2 separate regions of the Sus scrofa genome follow, and region 1 is linked to region 2. Evidence: chromatin contacts called from public HiChIP or PLAC-seq data. All regions are on one chromosome and are shown on one strand. Each heading gives the region's core, a stretch centred on a gene start, on an enhancer-like site or on the middle of the called end of the contact. The rest is flanking DNA. Distances are from core to core; before and after follow the strand shown. Region 1 holds the start of F3 (coagulation factor III, tissue factor). Region 2 has its middle 87 kb from the start of F3.

The links. HiChIP or PLAC-seq counts read pairs in DNA pulled down with a chosen protein or histone mark.
Region 1: an H3K27ac HiChIP or PLAC-seq map of skeletal muscle shows a contact between it and region 2. The contact joins the promoter of F3 here to the enhancer-like site in region 2. A contact is called at or near these places in 1 of 5 promoter capture datasets (liver), 4 of 47 Hi-C or Micro-C datasets (alveolar macrophages, fetal skeletal muscle, fibroblasts and 1 more) and 2 of 2 datasets of contacts at active chromatin or transcription factors (alveolar macrophages and skeletal muscle).

What each region holds. Positions count from the first base shown.
Region 1 is chr4:122,825,562-122,832,126 of Sscrofa11.1, reverse strand. It overlaps F3 (coagulation factor III, tissue factor), which reads right to left and starts at 5,109. Exons shown (of 8, transcript NM_213785.1): 1 at 4,891-5,109; 2 at 3,765-3,876. The coding sequence starts at 4,990.
Region 2 is chr4:122,736,233-122,743,117 of Sscrofa11.1, reverse strand. No RefSeq gene overlaps it. Among named protein-coding and RNA genes, the nearest start is that of F3, 87 kb to the left of the region's middle. Within about 2 kb of position 3,612, at least 10 of the 83 cell types and tissues checked have an H3K27ac peak or open chromatin away from gene starts, as enhancers often do. A contact at or near this core is called in alveolar macrophages, retroperitoneal adipose tissue and skeletal muscle, where this site is marked.

The DNA of each region.
Region 1 (6,565 bases), core at 3,860-6,359, 88 kb before region 2:
CGACTCCTGGGTCTATGCTCTTAATTACCCGTTTAAAACACACATGATCTGGCATGATTATGCGGGATAAAGGACAACTTTCCATCAAGATTCAGTCTCTTACAGGCTACTTATTATATTCTGCTTATGGCAGTCAATATCATAATACAGTCTATGGAATACATTCTAGGGGGACCACGGCTGCTTAACACTAACCTACATGAGCCAGGTTCTGTGCTGGGCCCTGAAACATGTTCTCCCACTTGGTATAGTCCTTCCAAGAAGATACTGGGTCTTTCTCACATATGAGGACCCTGACTGACGCTCAGGGCTGCGAGGCAACTTGTACAGGGTCTCACCCCCCAGGAGGTGAGAGCTGGGTCTCTGTGTGATACCACAAGCTGTGCCATCAAAGATTACAGAATAACAGTCCAGGAAATATCTAGCCAAGGCTGAGACTAAGACAATCTGAGTAGAGACAGAGCTTTCTTCTGTAAAGTGTCATTGAGAGGAAATGATTTAAAGAATGACTAAAAATGAAATGATTCTGAAATGCTATAAAGAACTACTAAAAATGACATTTTCCTCCAGGACTGAAACAATTCCTAGGTGAGGGCACTGCAACCTGATCCACACAGAGCTGTCCCGCAGAAGCTGGCAGCCACCCTGCTCTTCCTCCCTCCCTGTCAACCACCAGAGCCCCCCAACTCATCATTCAAAGCCACGTCCAATCCCACCTTCCACGGGAACCTCCAGATCTCCCGCTTCCCCGTCCCCAGCACAGACATCTCAGAAGAGCACTGAGCGTGGAGGTGGGCCAGGGCCCTGCGTCCCTGGGCTCCCCTATTAAGCCACGTGGCTTGAGGGCTTGCACAGGGCCAGGCCTTTGAGTATTAGACTGTTGACATTTACAGGTTGAATGGGGGACAACAAGCTGTCATGTGGATTCCATTTGTCTAAATCCAGGCGCAAGACCATAAATAAGTATTTCTTAAAAGTCTGAACTGACTAACTGGGCTAAGAGGGTGTGGGTAACCCACTCTTGGTCCTTAAATCCATAAACTAAGATGGATGCAGAAACATCAGTTCAGACACTCTTAGATTTCTCGAGTTTTCTGTGATAAAAGTAGAGATCCAGTATTCATTCCAGAATGGCTGAAATGCACTGTAAAAAGTCACATCATTTCTATTTTAAAAAGTGAAGGCGAACATGAGGATTCTTCTCCATCCATAGCCAACCAGTCGTTTAGATAACAGGAGAAACACGGCTGGGCTGGGCGCTCTGGCTACATTCCACCCGAGAGATAGCATTTGGTTCCTCCCAGCTCCCAGGAGGAACCACAGCCCCCTGGCACAATTGAACACAAGCAAATTAAAGCCATAATGCGCTGTGGACAGGTTGGGAAGGGGCAATTCTGCAGGAAGTTCCTCTGAATGCTGTTAGCAGCACTGGACACTTCAAACGCGCCTCCGGAGGTTCTTCTGGGTATTATTGCAAAATCTCCCGATTTAGAAATAATAGAAGTTCTGCCTTAACTACTAAAAAATCCCAACAGAATCTGGACTCAGCAACTGAGGAGCAGGCTGTTTTCTAAAAACTTTAGAAGTTCAATTTTAGAATATAGAACATTCCACGGGGTCAGTACTGCAGGGCATGGTTCGGTGCTAAGCCTGAGCCAGAAACACTTGCAACACCACTGAAAAGAGCTTCCAAAAGGGAAAAACGCAGCTGGGGCTCCAAGAAGGGCTACAGGCACAGCAGCGGCACCCTGGGTTTGGGGACAGGCTGATGGGTGAGGAGCAGCAGGTCAAGGTGCTTTCTTCAGGGCAGGACACCAGGAGGGGAAAGTCGCTCCCAGTGGGAACGGCTTGCTTTCCCCATCTGACTTTGGGGCTGCTCATCAGACGGGCAGACCCATGGAGGAGGCCGTGGCCTCAGGGCTGGGTAGACCTTGGTTCCAGACCCGGATGGGCACGCACCATGGGGACCGTCAGGAACCAGTCTCTCACCTCACCGGGGCCAGTTTCCTCTTCTATAAAATGACTGCTAGGGTCCTTTCGCCCGGGAACCCCACATCACCCGTGGGGAGGTCTTGGGAGAGGGCGGGGTCCCTGGGAGGCTGCTCCCAGGTCCTCTGGCACGTGGGAAGATGGCTCGGCTGGAACACCCCCACCCATGTCTAAGGGCACCCCCAGGCACATCGGGGGCCACATCCACTTAAGTACCAGCAGCCACGCAAAGCCCAAGAACTTCATGTTAACAAAGGCTTATGTTTAAAAACCTGGCCAATCCATGGGAGTTCCCGTCGTGGCACAGTGGTAAACGAATCCGACTAGGAACCAGGAGGCTGCAGGTTTGATCCCTGACCTTGCTCAGTGGGTTAAGGATCCAGCGTTGCCGTGAGCTGTGGTATAGGTCACAGATGCAGCTTGGATCCTGCATTGCTGTGGCTCTGGTGTACGCCAGCAGCTGTAGCTCCGATTTGACCCCTAGCCTGGGAACCTCCATTTGCTGTGGGAGCAGCCCGAGAAATGGCAAAAAAACAAAAAACAAAAACCTGGCCAATCCTAAGTTCAGCAAACATGAGGAAACATATTTAAGACTGAATCTATTTAGGAGATAAGCATTCCTCCTAAAATCTTGTTTTCACCACCCAGCAGGAAAGTGTCTACCAAGGTCAACCTCAGCTCTCTCTGAGCGAAATTCCTGACTCTCAACCAGTGGAATCTGAGTCGACAAGTCTGACCGTCACTGTAATTATTACCTCCAGTTATGAAATTCCTTTAAATCTGTATATCTATATATGCACGCACACACGCACGCGCACAAATTCCCTTCCCTGTTGACTTGGCAACAGTTGTCATCAAGTTGATTTTGGAAAAAAAAAAAAAAAAAAAAGAATATCTGCCTAAAAGACCCACTCGATACTTGGCTGCATTCAGAATGCTGCAAAAGGTTTGGCACAAGCTAAACAAACAGCAAAGCACCTTTCATTTTAGGAAGAGATACTTCTGTGCTTTTCTACAAGTAGGGTCAAAATAACTTCCACACCTGTTCCCCTCTACTTAATAAGATCGCTACCAAGCCTCAGAACATTTCAGACACCCAAAACTTGCCAAGAATATGGTGCCACCCATCAAGGAAAGACAAGAGCACCCTGGGGTGAATATGCTGAATGAGGAGCTCTTGGGGCCAGCTGCCCATCAGGGAGGCGGCCGGATGAGCAGAGCAGCCCTGGCGCAGGGGGCAGACAGGGGCGTTTTCCTCCCCAGGTTACTGAGTCACGACTTTGACCGCCTCCAAGATCATGTATGCAACCCAATTTTGAATCACGAGTCCGAAAATTAATGAATCAAACACTGCTTGAGGGCAATGTATACATCCGAATTCCTCCCTGTCTCTTCTCCAACATGTTAGATCCGGCTCGCAGTCTAGACAGCAGAGAAAAAGACGGGTGGGCTTAGAGGAGATGAGTTCCCAGCGATCCAGAGCCACATCTATCGGTGCCACTGGGACCTGCTCAAGAAGGTTCATTCTCCACAGCTTACGTGCTGCTTAGGAAGTGCCCCACAATCTCCAGAAACTGACAAAGTTCTATGAGTTTAAGGTCTGGAAATGTCACAGGCTTGACAGAGTATGGCTCTGGACAGCAAATTTCCATGAATGCCTTCATCATCATGGCTAAATCATCCATTAATCAGCTTTAAAGACAACCATATTGAGCACAGCAAAGTGGAAACAGTTTTTTTTGGGTTTTTTTTTTTTTTTTTGGTACCTAGCTTACCTTATCTGAACAGTGTAGACATAATTAATGGGTTTGGGTTCCCACTCCAAAATGGTCTTGAAATTAGTTGACTTCCAAGTTAAGTTATATGCTACAATTACATCTGTAGTGCCTTTAAACAACAGAGAAACAGCTATTCAGTTTACATGAATGTCTCAGCACACGATTTTGGGTCGATAGCAGAAAACATCGTCCTACACCCGACATCACAAACCTCCTTAATTATTTCCCAACCACAAAAGCTTTAACTGAATTACCGTGAGACAAATCTGCATTTTTTTCCGAAACCCAGAATTTCCCCTCAGCAAGAATGACCTGGTAATCTCAGGAAACACACAAGGATCTTGAAATCCTTGTTTGAAATTATTCACAGGGAAAATGCCCTGTGACAGTGACCTGGAAGCACAGCCCAGCAGTCCTCATTGGCCCAGGCTGCCCATGGCCCAGCTAGGGAAGGGCGACAGGGAAGGGCAGGTCTCCAGGATGAACTCATTAGGTTTTCGGTAAATTATGGTAACAGGCAAAGCCCATGTGTGTGAGGGAAATTAAGAATGCATACACTAAAGAAGCCAAAGCTTGACTTTTTTCACTTTTATCTAAAATGTGTCCATACTGAAACTTCCACGGACACCCAGGCAGAGTTGCTATGCCTGTCCCATGAAATCGGTTAGGATGCTTTATTACTAAGGCCTGCTTGGCCAGTTCTCAGCGGGTCAGTCTCTGCCCTGCGCCCCAGCCCCTGCCCCCCCCAGACCAGGCTTAGAGGGCATGCATGATGTGGTGCCTGCTCCAATCCAAGCGACATTTTGCAACAGGATTGCCTCGAACCCCATGTAATACAGACGAACAAGCCCGAGGGCCGCTTTTTAGTACGGGCAGTGCATAGGTAATGAAGGATAATACTGAAACACTGCAGGTGCGGACCCCACGGCCCACAACCTTCACGGCGGCGGCTCCCTGGGAAGCTCCTTCCCTAAACTTAAAGCGAGAGCCTCAAACCCACTAGCAGAAGTGCCAGCGGGTCCTCGGGGGTCCTGGGGCAGCGGAGTGAGCCACTGCCAGGCAGGACTGTTCCCCCTCCTCCCAGTAGAGCGCCCCAGGGCTTCAAGGGGCGGGTGCCACTCACCTGTGGCTCCAGCCACCTGGACGAGGACCCAGCCAAGCAGGAGCGCGCGAGCAACGGCGGCCTTGGGACAGGACACCGGGGGTCCGGTGGGGGTCGCCATGTCCAAGAGTTGGCCGCGAGGTCGGGAGGATTCCACGGCGCCCGGGAGGCTGGGGTGGTGGGCTGGCGGCGCCTGGGGTCTCCGGTTGGAGCGGGAGGGGCGCGGTGAGCCCTGCGTCTGCGGGAGCCCGGGCCCCGCGCGCTTTAAAGAGCCGCGCGCACGCCCCCGCCGCTCCTCCCGCCGCCCCGCCCCCAGCCCGGCTCCCGACGCCCGGTGGGCGGGCCCCGGCGAGGCCCCGCCCTGGTCCCGCCCCCTCCCGTAGGAAACTCCAAGAGCCTGCAAGGGCTGATTCACCCGTGATTCAACCCGCCGCCGAGCGCTGGTTCCCTTCGGCGGCTCCAGGTGCTGAGCGGAACCGGGCCCCCAGCCGTCCAGCCCCCGGGGCACCCAGGCCTGGGTGGGCGGCAGGTCTGTGGGGAAGAAGGGGGCGGTGGAAAAGAGTCCTCGAGGTGGAGGGAAGCCGTCCCCGCTTCGGTTTGGCGGTGCGGTGTCTGGGCGGGCGGGGGCGCAGCACTTACCGACTTTAGTAAGAAAGTACCCGCTCCGGGCTGGGTTCGGGCAACGCGGAACAGTTCCCGGCGCTTTGCCTACGTGGGGCTCAGCCTTGGAATCGACAGCCAAGTAAGAGCGTGCAGAGAAGCAGAGCCTTCTCCCAGCTGCGGGTTCATCTTCTACCCCGAAGGCGACAATACCCGGGCTGCCTACCTCCCGGGGCCCTTAGCGTAGGTCTCTGCAGGTGTTTTACAGGTTCCAAGGTCACCCAACCCAGGCCCGGCCCAGCCCATCTTGGGTTAGTGATCGAAGAAGAGCTGCCCCCAGATCTGGCAGTGTGCCTCTGGGAGAATCCCAGCGTGACATCTGCCGCCCTGTGGTTTCAGAAAGGATTGTTCTCACGTTGAAGACGTTTTGGGGGGTTGAGTTAGTTCCGCTCAAATATAAAGAAACCAAAAATGAAATTAAAAAATAAAATCAGACTTCAGCGTTGGTTCTTCGGAATTTTCTGGCTTCCTCTTCTGGGCTTTGCTGTAAAGTTGTCGGGAGAATAAAAGAATAAAGCTCTTTTGTTTTACTGAATAGCGTAGTACCTGGTTTTGTCAAAGTCCTTCCCATTATTCTTTACTCTGTAGTTGTCTCCAAGGCAGACTGGGGAGTTTTTAGGGAGGAGTGGAGTCTCCTATTTTTTCCCCTTGGGAAATGAGCCTTGCATTTTAGTGCCTGCTCTCTGCATGTTTCCATATAGCCTCCTGAGCCATAGCATTACACTCATTTTAAAAGAAATAATACTTTTTGAAATTTAATTTCCCCCCTTTGCTTGAACTGAAATAGCACATCCAGGTTTAGCTCTGGGAGTCTTTCTTTCCTGGAAGCTGAAAGCTGTGCTTGCTGGTTTCCTCTTTGAGCCCTCTTCCGATTCTAAACCCCACAAAGTTTATATTTGCAAAACTACGCCATGCAATCCTCTTTTTTTGCAGTCTCTGGCCCGAGTCATTTTCCTTAACAGATCTCAGCCCTGTCTGGGTGGTGATTGTAATCAGGAGTTGAAGATAGCTGGGAGAAAATGTTACACCTGGATCA
Region 2 (6,885 bases), core at 2,363-4,862:
AGTTCATTCTTCGGCTCATCCTGTCACTACCTGCTCAGGGCTTGGGTGTCGTACCCCGATTACAAAGCAAAGGCTTTGGGCTGCCTGGTCCCTGGAGATCTTCTCTCACTTAGCAATGAGTGGCTCCTGTGCTGCAGTCGCCTCCGAGCACCTGAGCGGTCCCCTGTGCCCCTCTAGTCCCACCCGGCAGTCCAGCTCCTCTGAATGTATACTGAGCTTGTCGCTATTAGCTGAAGATGGTCAGCACGGGGTAAGTGGTGACATTGGTGACAAGTGGCGCCCTCCATGGAGAATTTAAGCTCATCTGTAGAATGGGATGGCTGGAGCGAGCGCCTTCCAATTCCGATGCTGTGCGATTCAGCTTCTCTTTCTCTTGCTCCCAAAGGAGCCCAGCATGATCTACAAGGGCACGGCCGCCAAGCCACCTGGCGGTGAGAAACAGACCCTCAGCCTCACCCGGGACGAGCTGAATTTTGCAGAGGAGGCTGGACTGAGTCCACAGGCTTGGGTTTTTGTCACTGGCCCCTGTTCTCAGCCTAAGTTGTGGGAACCAGTTGAATACATTTCATCTCTGGAGAGAAAAGGGGAACAGCCAACTCTGCTTGCTGGAAAAGCCCACGCTCCTCACCTCCTGGTTCAGCTCCCTTGCCCCACGGGGCCGCCTCCATCCGGACTACGTGCCCGTGTGCAGAACGAACAGTGGTTTGCACCATCACCCACACTTGTTCCCAGACTTGTTGGCCAGGAACCCACCACTCAAAGAATTTGAGGTAAGATGAAAAATGCCGCCCGTTAATTCACATTTTTCCAAATAGAGAAGACACTTTTTTAACCCCCCCTCTCCAAGTCCACTATACGGGTCACGCCTTCCACCTTCCTGCAAAATACGCTGGGGACCCACACTCAAGGCTGGACCATGCACTCCCCCCCACCAGCTGAGCTCCAGGCTTGCAAGAATCAGCTGTGCTTGTCTGTCAGGCTGGTTATAGTAGCAGTCCTTGTGGTTGTAGTGAGGCAATTTACTTAAATACTACACAAATCAATTAAATACAAGAGTAAACAGCTGTTGGTTACATTTAGCTTCTGAGGCATAAACAAAGCCAGATTCCCAAAGATACTTGCAGTCAATTCTGGGCTGGGTGGAATAAATGCTGATGTTGGTAAAAAAGAAAAAATCAATACATAGAAAGATTCAGCATTCAGATTGCTCTGTAGTGTCTGTATCTCCTTGTTCCGCTTTGAAGAAGCCAGAAGCAAAAACTGTAGAGGAGACACTTTGGCTGGAGTCTGCATAAGATAAACCATGCAAATGCCAATCAAAAGGCTCCATATTTAAGGGGAAAAGAGCCTTAGCCCAATATAAAAACATTGGCTAATCTTGTAGATTTTAAGTGAAAATATACTGTGTAAGATATATTCAAATCCCTTACTTTTCAAGTACCAAACCTAATAAGATGTCAACTGAATGTAGATATCAGTGTTCACTCTGGGACCCAAATGTTTGATGGAATTTTACAATTTACATCCAGATCTTAGGATGTCTCCATTGTTATTCTTATTATAAAAAAATTTCAAGCATATATAAAAGTAGAGATAAAAAGAAAAGGAACTTCCATATCCCATCATCTAAATTTCGTTGTCCATGCTTCATCTATTTCTTGTTTTAGTCTCTGATGTATTTTAAAGCAAATTTTAGACCTTGTGTCGTTTTATCCCTACGTACTTTAGTAAGATATCTCTAAAAATATGGTCATTTTCTCATCTACCCACAGTACCATGGTCATGCCTCACAGTTAGCAACGATTCTTTGCTGTCATCCCAGTTTTCTCATAATGCCCCCCAGATGTCTTTTTACTGTCAATGGATTTAAATCCAGATACAAATACAATGCCCATGTTACATTTGTTTCTTCTGTCTCCTGTGTTTTTAAATTTAGAATTATGTCCCCCCCCTTTTTTTTTTCATGCTATTAACTTGTTGAAGAATCCAGCTTTTATAAAGAGGGATGTGAAAATTCAAAGAAGAGCAATTGACACGGGGTCGGTGGTGAGGAATCTCAAAAAATGCCAGAATGACTCTCCAGTTTTTCAGGATGGTCAGGGAGCCGATGCTGCCATGGTCCAGAGAAAAGTTTCCACTCCTCTGGGACTGACAAAAACAAGCCAAGAGCAGGAGACTGGGTTGAAAAATGCAAGGTTTAAAGTTCCAAACAGATTTAATCTCTCAAAAACAAAGGTCAAGCCATCAAGGAAAGGTCCATCAAACCCACAGTGAAATACCATTTCATACCCACTAGAATGGCAATAATCAGCAAAAAGACAATAAACCGTGGTGGCTGAGGATGTAAGGAAGTGAAAACCTTCATAAATTGCAGGAAAGGATGCAAAATGGTTCACTGCAATGGCGCATTGGAAAACAGTCTAGCAGGTCCTCAAAGATGCAACAGAATGACCCCCAGACCTAGCAATTCTACTCCTAAGGGCACACCCACGAGAACTGAAAACCTATGTCCACACAAACTTGCGCATGAATGTCCATAGCAGATTATTCGAAAAACTCAAAGGTGGAAACAACCCAAACGTCCACGATGAACGGCTTTATCAAGGGCTACATCCCCATGATGGCATCTTTTCTTCTACACTTTTCTTTTCTTTCTTTCTTTTTTCTTTTTTAGGGCTGCACCCGAGGCATATGGAGGTTCCCAGGCTAGGGGTGGAATTGGAGCTACAGCTGCTGGCGTACACCACAGCCACAGCAACATGGGATCCGAGGAATTTTTCATCATGAAAACAAGTGAAATACTGACACATGCTACGACATGGATGAACCTTAGAGCCCATTATGCAAAGGGAAAGAAGCCAGCCAGAAAAAACACATATTAAATGATGCCATTTATAGGAAATGTTGAGAATCAACAGGTCTGCAGAGACAGAAAGCGGATCGGTGGTTGCCCAGGTCTAGGGGTTGGGAGAGAGCAGAGAGGGTGATGGCTGTGGGGGGCAGGATTTGATGAAAATGTTTGGAATTAGTGGTGGTGAGTGCACAACCCCGTGAATACATGAAAAGCCATTGCATCGTACACCTTACAGAGTGAATTATGTGGTGGTGAATTATGTCTCAGTAACGCTGGTAAAACACACAGACCCAAAGGTCCAGGGGTTTGCTCTCAGCCCGCTCTGCATTTCACAAGGACTCTTCCCCGGGAGGGACCCACGTCCACAGAGGGCAGGTGGCTGTCCTGCTGTTGGAAGGTGTGACTCAGCGCCACTGCGGCCACCAGGGAGTCCCCGCCGGCCCCGGCTCGGTCCAGGGTTATGAACTAGACAACCTCTTGGCCCTGCTTGCAGTAATTCCGTGAACGGAAACCCAAGAGGAACGTCGAGGAGATTCATTTTTATTTTCGACCACCTGATTTCCCTCCAGGCTGTTTCCCCGCAGTCCGCGCTGGCCCCTGGAAGACCAGACCCAGAGGCTAAGCTCTCGGGGAGACGGGGAGGCGGGTCAGCCTCACCACCGCAGCCTCCCTGCCCCCAAGAAAGCGGGACAGACCCAGGCGGGTGGCCGGAGGCAGAAGAGGGAAGATGAGGTTTCTGAGATTCTGTTTCCACGTGGTTTCGGGACAGGGCTCCATGTGGCTGGCGGGGCTGTTGAGCAACACCCAGCACGGGGTCCTGGCCGGGAACAGAAGACTCCCTGCCTGACTCTGAACTTTGCTCCAGGCTCTTCTAACTGCTGCTCTTGTCCGAAATGGACATCTGCCCGGCCCACGAGTCTCCAACCCTCCCTCCCCACCCCCCGGCCACAGGATGCTGTGCCCACTTTGGCAAAGGCACAGGCCTCAGGAGGAGCATGTGGTCCCATGGAAATTGCAGGGGACCTGGGTCTGCCGTGAACGGGGGAAGCTCCACCGACAGAAGGGCGCCGCGGGGGGCCGGGTTCCCACGAGGCCCCGAGCCCGCTCCTGGCCACCCGCAGGTCTTGCGGGCCCCCTCCCTTCCTGCCCCGATTGCTCCCGACTCCTCGTCCCACTCAGAGGAGAAGAGGCCACAGGCCACAGCACTTCTTCATGGCTCCAAGGGAACAGGTAAATAAACAGAGAGAAGACAGACACCAACAAGAAAGAGAACAGCTTACAAGGCACATGTTTCCAGGGAGAAGAATCCAGAGAAAACATGAAATGGTTGTCTGGAGCCCTCACCCTGGATGCTAAAGAAGTGTCCTCTTTAACCCTGGGGGAGTTGACATGCCATCCCCTCGTTTCTCATTTCCAGGCCTGTGACCCAGGAAGTGCCCTGTGCCTGGCACCCAGGAGCTGCTCTCTGTATATCTCGCCCCCAGCATCTGTCCTCTGTCCCTTCCAGCTCGGCTTCTTCCTTCCCACGCAGCGCTGGGCCCTGCAGGCAGGTGGGAGCTAGAATCCTGGCTGGGCGGCCACTTTGCTCCCCATTTCTGTCCTGCATGTTCTGGGAGTGATAGCAGCGTCCCCCCCACCCCGCCCCGCCCCGCCCCCCGCGGCACCGTGGTGAGGGTTAGCGAGCAAGCGTGGGCACCCAGCCCACAGCAAGGGCTGGACATTTTTTAAAGAGTCTTTGGTGTCTTCCTCTTCTCTTTTCATTCTTTTCACACTCTTTCCTTCCTTCTCCTGAAGTTAACTTTCCCAGGCTCAAACCCCCCCATCTCGGCTTCAGCGGTAAGCTGGGTGCGCCCCACTCCCAGCTGGCTTGCAGGCTGTCCCAGTGAGAGATCTGCTCCTCACCCAGTTCCCAGCTCAGCGCATCGCTGGAGCACCTGTCCTGCTCCCTCCCTCTCTCTGTCTCGGTCTGTCTGTCTGTCTGTCTCTCTCTGGCTGCCACACAGGAAAGGGGTCCTGGCAGGGTTTAGCCCGTGGTCACTGGCAGCCTCATGGTGTGACCTGCAGTCACTTCTGAGTTAGATGACATTTCCTCCATAAGGAAACAAGGGTTTCCTTTAGCTGCCACCTTTCCGGGTCAGAAGCATCGTCCTCCAGAGCAGGGAGGTTCCTGGGAGGGAGGCAGCTCCAGTTTGCTTCCTTTTTGATCTATCTGAGCCTTTAGAGCAACAGCACTGTGCACCTGTGATGTGTCCTATGGCTGCCACCTGGGGCTATTTTGGTCCCTCTGGCGCACATGTGCAAGCAGGAAGGGACTGGGGAGGAGAGGGGTCCTTTGGTCAATTCTAGAACTCCATCAAGAATCTGATTCCTCACGTTGGAGCCCACACATCACAGGGTAAGAGCCAGGCCTTGTAACTCCCTCCCAGTAGGAAGCAGTGTCCTGGGGGAGCGGGTAGTCACACACCACCCTTGCCCCCCCTACCTGGGGTGGGGTGGGCGCTAGGAAAGCCTTGGCCCTGTAAGAAAGTACCCACCAGGCAGGTGTTCTGCACCGAGGCTGCGGCCTGTTGCCACGATGGCTCCTGGCTACATGGCAATCTCTGGCCACCTGCTGGGGGGCAGCCTGCCCAACCTGGGCACCACTCCTACAGAGGTTGACCGAGGTCACCAGCATTATTCAGGGTTCTCAAGAGAACCAGAACCAGAAGGATGGGTGGATGGATAGATAGAGTAGGAGAGGAAAAATAATTATTTTCCTCCTACCCTTCTAAAATTCTCAGCTGAGGTCTCTAAAACCAAACAGATTAACAAGAGACAAGTGGATGTTTATTCGCATGTGTAGCTGCCACAGACATGGGAGACACCCAGGCAAAAAATGACCGAGTCTCCAAGAGAGGCATCATCTTAGAGTTCAGGCTTAAATACCATCTCCAGGTAAACCAAAGAAAGAGGGGTGTAGGGAGGCCAGTTATGGGGGAGACCAAGAAAAGCATGATAAACGAAAGAGAAGTTTATTACACAGATTTAAGCCAGAGCCGTATCCATTGCTAAGTCTCTAATGATCAGTCACCCTTCTCTTTCATGTTCAGAGAAAGAAACACCCTTACAAATAGAGATTTTTTTTAAAATAAATGCATATTTCCCTTACAGAAGAGTAATGTCTGCTCTGTTTTTATAGCTTCTCCTGCGTCTACTATTTCTCAAGAAAATCAGCTCGAAATAATCTCTATGCCAAGAGCATACTTGGTGGGCAAGGGGCGGGGTGGGGGGGCTACTCTGATTTCCTACAATAGGTAGATGGAAAGAAATTTATTGATAAGGAATTGACTCATATGAGATATGGAGGCTGACAAGTCCCGCGAGCTGCAGGATGAGTCAGCAGTCTGAGGACTCAGGAGAGCTGATGGTGCAATTACAGTCCGAAGGCTCAAGACCCAGGAAGAGCTGATGTCTCCGTTCAAGTCAAAAGGTACATATACACAATGGAATATTACTCAGCCATTAAAAAGAACGAAATATCGGCATTTTTAGCAACATGGATGGACCTAGAAACTATCACGCTAAGTGAAGTCAGCTGTACAATGAGACACCAACATCCAATGCTTTCACTGACATGTGGAATCTGAAAAAAGGACAGTCTGAACTTCTTTGCAGAACAGATGCTGACTTACAGACATTGAAAAACTTATGGTCTCCAGAGGAGACAGTTTGGGGGGTGGGGGGATGTGCCTGGGCTGTGGGATGGAAATCCTGTGAAATCAGATTGTTATGATCATTATACAACTACTGATGGGATAAATTCATTTGAGTTAAAAAAAAAAAAAAAAAAAAAGGCAGGGGAAAAGCTACTTTCCCAATGTGAACGCTGTCAGGCAGGGAAGAACTTTCTCTTACCTGGAGGAGGAGGAGCCATCCAGGCCTTCATCTGATGGGCTAGCGCCCACCCACGTTAACAAGGGAGCCAATCCACTTTCCTAGGCTACTGACCCAGACGTTAACCACATCCAGAGACGCCTTCTGAGAAACACCCA